2 separate regions of the Mus musculus genome follow, and region 2 is linked to region 1. A link is a contact called in public Hi-C data. All regions are on one chromosome and are shown on one strand. Each heading gives the region's core, a stretch centred on a gene start, on an enhancer-like site or on the middle of the called end of the contact. The rest is flanking DNA. Distances are from core to core; before and after follow the strand shown. Region 1 has its middle 8.5 kb from the start of Meis1. Region 2 has its middle 240 kb from the start of Gm39601.

Region 1 (2,700 bases), core at 78-2,577:
AAAGCAACTGGATGAGGCTGATTGCCCATGCTTAGCATCGGTATTACACCGAATAAAGGGGCAGGTTTTGTGCGAATCTCCAGGCAAAAGGGTGGTAGTGGGGAATGATTATTCAAAAATAAATATTTTAACATTTCATTGAGTCGTCTAATGAATAAGAAAATCGTCGAAGGCTTCCTGCAGCTCAGAGAGAATTCTAGCGGTGCGGAAAAACACTAGGAGAAAAGAAGAAGAAACTGAAGGGTGCCTGCTGAGCAGTTACTCATTTGTGACGTACTTTTCTGTGCCTTTATTGAAAAATGAAAAATAAATACCATCTTTCCTTGTCTTAAAAATAGCTTCAGACTACGGTTATGCTTGCTGAAAATCACATTGTCTAAACAACTTCTGCATGGTAGGGTCCGTTTGAAAACGGGAGGAAAAGTCTACAATCTTGCAGGCTCCCCTCCTTCCAGGTCCGAAAGGATAATTTCTCTCACAGGCGCTTCCTTGGCCACTTCCGGGAATATGGGGTGGGGGCAGTCACCGTATCCCTCCGCCTGTGCGGGTACGTGTCGCCAAGCCTCAGTGGCCTGCCTGCACTCCTGGAGTGAGCATTCCCTGGGATCGGTGGGGTGCCCGAGGCCACGGGATTTGCAAGCACAGGGGATAGGAGTCTGTGCACACTGGGCTGGGTTCAGGGGAGTTCTGAGTCCTTTGGGGAGAGGACGAGTGGCCAGAAAAGGTGGAAAAGATCCCTTTGCAGGTAGCTGCCTGTCGGGTCCCCGGCCACTCTGGACAGCCATTCTGTGGGGGACTTGAGGGGGGGACTGAGGGAGCAGATCCCGTCTAGAGGCTCTGGGTAGCCCGCCCGGTGCAAAGCTCTTGGGGACACAGGGACACCGCGCGCGACTCTGGCAATAGCTTCCACTGCTCGAGGCTGAGTGTCATAAGGTGCCTTTCTTCCCAGCTAGACTGAAGGATTCCTGAGCTCTCGGCCTGGGGTCTGATTCTAGAAGCTTCTGGCCTTTGTTCACGGACAGTTTTTCCTTCGAGGGGCATTCAGGCGGTCAATAGGTCCTGTAGGTCATGTGCTCGGTGATCAGAGAGCCTCGGAACATGGAGGGACCCTTGTGCACGCTCGGAGGGAGGAGCTGAACTGAGTTAGGGCTTCAGGTTCTCAGAAGAGCCGCGTGGAGATTCGCGCGTGTCCTCACTTCAGCTTCCGGCCGCCGCGAGTGGACGCGGAGGGACCTAAGGGACCGGGGAGTCGAGTCGCACAGCGCCGCGTGCAGCGAGCGGAGCGGGCGGGAGGAAGGACTTCAGGGAACAGCAGAGCCGGGCAAGCGAGGGCGGGGCCAGGCGCCGTGGGACCCTGGACCCAGAGACTCAGAGGGCCTCAGACTCAGAGTCCCGCTTAAAGCTGGAGTCAGACTCTGGCTGGGCTCGTCCCTAGACGCTGCCACGGCGGGAAATGAGCGTGTCCCCTTCCGCGCGAGATCCGGGTCAGGCATTTGCAGGATGGCACGTCCACCTTTCGAGGTGGGCAAAGCTGTGTGGGCCTCCATGTTCACATTTAACAGATAGAAATGTCCTTGGGGCAAGGAAGCAAAGGAAAATATGTTGGAGGGGCAGGAGCTACTAATACTGAAGGCTGGGCTAAGACTCTGGGAGAAGCCATTGCCCTCCTTCAAGCAGTAAAAAGTCACTCAGTGCCCTAATGACCTGGATGAAAGATCTGCTTGGGGGTCCCCTTTTTACAGCTGTTCCTCCACAGCTGAGCACTTCAGAGCTCAGGTGTCAAGGCATTTATAAGCCCATTTCACAAATGCACAAGCAAAGATCCAGAGAGTTTAAATGACACATCCAATTTCTTCTCTTTTCTATGTGCCTCAATGTTCTTTTTAAAACCCCCCCCCCCAATTTATTTAAAAAACAAACAAACAAACCCACACCAGAGATTTTGCTCTTCTCTCCTAAGAAGACTGGAGGTAGGTATATGCTGTGTGCTGGCAGAGCATGGCCTGGATAATGATGTGGAGTTCTAGCTTGGTAGCCCGGACTCCATCATTGAGACACTTTCTGTGAGCCAGGAACCCCCTAGGCTGCCTAGGAGGAGGAAGGTTCAAGACAAAAAAAGAGACTAAAAAGAGCTTGTAGATGACAGCAGGAGTCTTCCAGGGCTTGCCCCGTCTAGGACAACCTCCCCCCCCTCCAACCTCCCCCCCCCCCAGCAGCAGCAACAACCAAAAGCCTTCAGGCTTTTCCATGGACTTCCTGGACTCCTACTTATTCAGTTCCCTTGGGACAAGGAAGAAAGGAGCCTGGAGGGTTTGAATAGATGCCAAGACTGACTCTAGGGTCAACTGGCCCGGGTCTGGTCACCCACATAGCAGGGACACTCAAGACATCATTTACTCCTGTACCACATGACTTCTAACCCTGTCCCACTAGTAGCTTGTCTTTAGGAACTCAAACACAAAGGAACTCAAAACATCATAGATTTCAAACAGACATAATATCTAATTGGGATGCTAAGATCTAAACCTTACAAAACTGTATTGTATTCTCTTTCCCTGAACCCCACTGCCCACCCCGTTACTAGAACACTGTCCAAGGGAGGCCAGGATGCGTAGTGAGTTGGTAGTGCTAAAATCCTTAGCTGAGCTTCAAATTTTGTTCCTAAAACAAAGCAGTTATTTATTTCTGTTTTATCTTCAC
Region 2 (2,700 bases), core at 152-2,651, 350 kb after region 1:
GTCCCCCTTGCCTCCCTTTTCATTCCACTCAGCAAAGCTGAAGTCACCTGCCAACATGCCTTCTCCTAGACTCCTGGAGCTGCTTTATCTACATCATGCTTGGCAAAGAGAATTTATTTAAAAAGCTTCTCTCCCTAGATGTGTGGAATTCTTGCACAGCTTCTGGCTTCAAGGAGCCTCTAAGTGAGGAAGAGGAGCAGCAGCCCAGATCGCAAGCTCCCAGAAGTCCAGCTTTCTGTGCCAGTTGAAGAACCTCCACGAGGACTGTGGAGCAAGTTTATGGGATGAATGGAGTCTGTCATCAGGCCTCAATGGAATCTGTTCCCTTCACCCAGATGGCACGGGATGGTTCCGCTAGACTTCAAGGGGTCACCGAATCACACACACGAAGGGTGTGTTAAAAATCATGAGGTTAGCCCAAATGCTCCCATTTTGCTTTCTTATGCATAAGCATCAAAGTAGGTGCAGACCCTCAACACCATAATCCATTATGAAAAACTGAAAGCAGCTGCTTAGATCTTTAGACTTTCTACACAGAGAACCCGCATCTGGTCCCAGTTTGCTGCAAAGAAATAGGTTTCATTCTTCTACCCAGCCCCACTACAGAGAGCCCTGAGAGCTGCCTGGCTCCCCAGCTCAAGGTTCATTGCTCTGCTTTCAAGCCTTCATTCATGCTGAAGAACCTTTGTTCCCCCCACCCCCACCCCACCCCCCAGCCAAGAAGCCACCTCAGAGCAGGGAGTCTACAGTCCCAGCAGTTCACCCAAGGCTGGGGATTAGCAACAGCAGTTCTGAGCCCCCAGAGGAAATTTCTGAATAGACCACATATATGAAGAAGAAGAAGAAAACCGTTTGTAATGGACAGTTTCAGAACTAATATTTTAGAGTTGCACAAAGTTGAACTATTGACTCACTTTCTATTCATTGCAGAGTCAGAGTTCAGCCATAATTTATCTGTTTGATTCCACTGACCATCAGCAGTTGTGGCTATTCTCTGCCTAGCCTTGGAGCGCAGCTAAATGATGACGTCCAAACCCTCCCCCCCTAACTTCCCCTCCAGCCTGTTTCAGCAGTCTCTCCAGGTACTTCCTGTCTCCCCAGCTTCACTGTCTGGCAGTTACTTCAGACAAGTCAATATGTTTAAATTATATCTGAACTCAAGGTAATTAATCATGAAACTTATGCTTTGTCATGTGGTTTTAAAAAACCCAAAAAACCTTCTGTTTGGCATTTCACTGAATCACAATTAAAAAACAAAAGCTACCTGCAATGCATTGTGACTACCACTTACATTTTGAAACTGGAATCCTTCTTTGTCAAGGTTGTATAAGGAGAGCAAAGACAGCATTTGGGGAAAAGTTAAGTAGATCAAAGGAAAGACTCCTGTGAGCTGGCCTGGTCGAAATGTACAGAATGGCACACACAAAGATCACGTGATGAACTGCCTCTTTGATGGATTTTACACACATGGCCAGGGCTTTGCGGCTTGCTATGTCATTACACTACATATTGCACTGGACCTGTCTTACTAAACACTAGCAATGCTTCCTTTTACAGTCTGGTTCCCTCCAGTTTTAGCCTTATCCTTATATCATGTGACCTTAGTATCTGGTCCCCCTGTTCCCACCTTATTTGATGCTGGTATCCACAAGTTACAGAGTCCTGACTATCAAGGTGAGGTGGTGAAGAGTTCCCATCTATGAAATGAGGTACAATTGCTGTCCACTTTGATCGGTTTCTAACTCAAAGAGTATGTCAGACATCAAATGTTTAAGGGAGGTAGCTACCTACATCAACCACTTCTCAGACATTGGCTAAAGCTCCATGGTTTAATTCAGTTCTGCTCTGCTTCCATTGACATGGGGTTAGTGATAGATCATACACATGTTAAAGAAACAGTTCCCAAAGGCTGCCTCACTGCAGAGACAAATTGCAAAGCCCAGGCCTCCTATACTTCTGACCATATAGCTCTAAGCAGGATGTTATATGACCAGCTCTCTACTTTTCCTGACATGACTCAGATAACTCGGTAACACAGTTTACTCGTTAACGTTTAGTGAGTTTTTTACAAACTAATGATACATCCCAAGAAAAGCTAGGAGAAGATCATCCATGCTCTCTCCAGGCACACTTGTCAAGGGTGAGGTTAAATGTTCTTATCCTGTAATCATGGTAGCCAGCCCCACCCCCAAGCTATGGAGGGCCCCACCAAGATATACCTACCCCATTAACAAAACCACATGTCTGGTTGAGTGAGGGTATTCTAACTCTTATCAACTATACAAAAAATTTTTTCTTCCCACTCACCCAGGAAACGTCAAAAGTTTTAGATAGTTTCTGCCAGAAATTAGAGATGAGAACCAAACAAATGTTTCTCACTATATGACAGTGTCATGCCATTAAAGGCATTTCAGAAACAATGCTAATGAGGTAAACCTAGGTGTCATAGAAACAGCGCTTTCCAACAAAGGATTCAAAGCTTCCAAACAAATCCCATATACCACAGCACCAGTCAGGATTTAGTACAGGAAACCGAAATTCTTGTATTTAAAGCAAGGAATTATAAGCGTTTAAGGTCACTGGTAGAACTGAAGGAGTGAGTTCTCAGGGCTGGGCCTTCGGGATGACTTCTGAACCACTACAGGAAATGATGAATGCTCACAATAACACCCTACCTCTCAGGTGCTCACTATAATATAG

What was found. Hi-C and Micro-C count contacts between places; a contact is called where the count stands out from the background.
Region 2: a Hi-C map of hematopoietic stem and progenitor cells shows a contact between it and region 1, with 3 times the contacts expected there. The contact joins two enhancer-like sites. A contact is called at or near these places in 1 of 39 promoter capture datasets (the HPC-7 cell line), 2 of 484 Hi-C or Micro-C datasets (LSK cells and hematopoietic stem and progenitor cells) and 3 of 115 datasets of contacts at active chromatin or transcription factors (craniofacial prominence, extraembryonic endoderm stem cells and trophoblast stem cells).

Annotation. Positions count from the first base shown.
Region 1 is chr11:19,026,129-19,028,828 of GRCm38.p6, forward strand. No RefSeq gene overlaps it. Among named protein-coding and RNA genes, the nearest start is that of Meis1, 8.5 kb to the left of the region's middle. Within about 2 kb of position 1,328, at least 156 of the 459 cell types and tissues checked have an H3K27ac peak or open chromatin away from gene starts, as enhancers often do. A contact at or near this core is called in hematopoietic stem and progenitor cells, where this site is marked.
Region 2 is chr11:19,380,085-19,382,784 of GRCm38.p6, forward strand. It overlaps the pseudogene Gm12026. Among named protein-coding and RNA genes, the nearest start is that of Gm39601, 240 kb to the right of the region's middle. Within about 2 kb of position 1,402, at least 10 of the 459 cell types and tissues checked have an H3K27ac peak or open chromatin away from gene starts, as enhancers often do. A contact at or near this core is called in hematopoietic stem and progenitor cells, where this site is marked.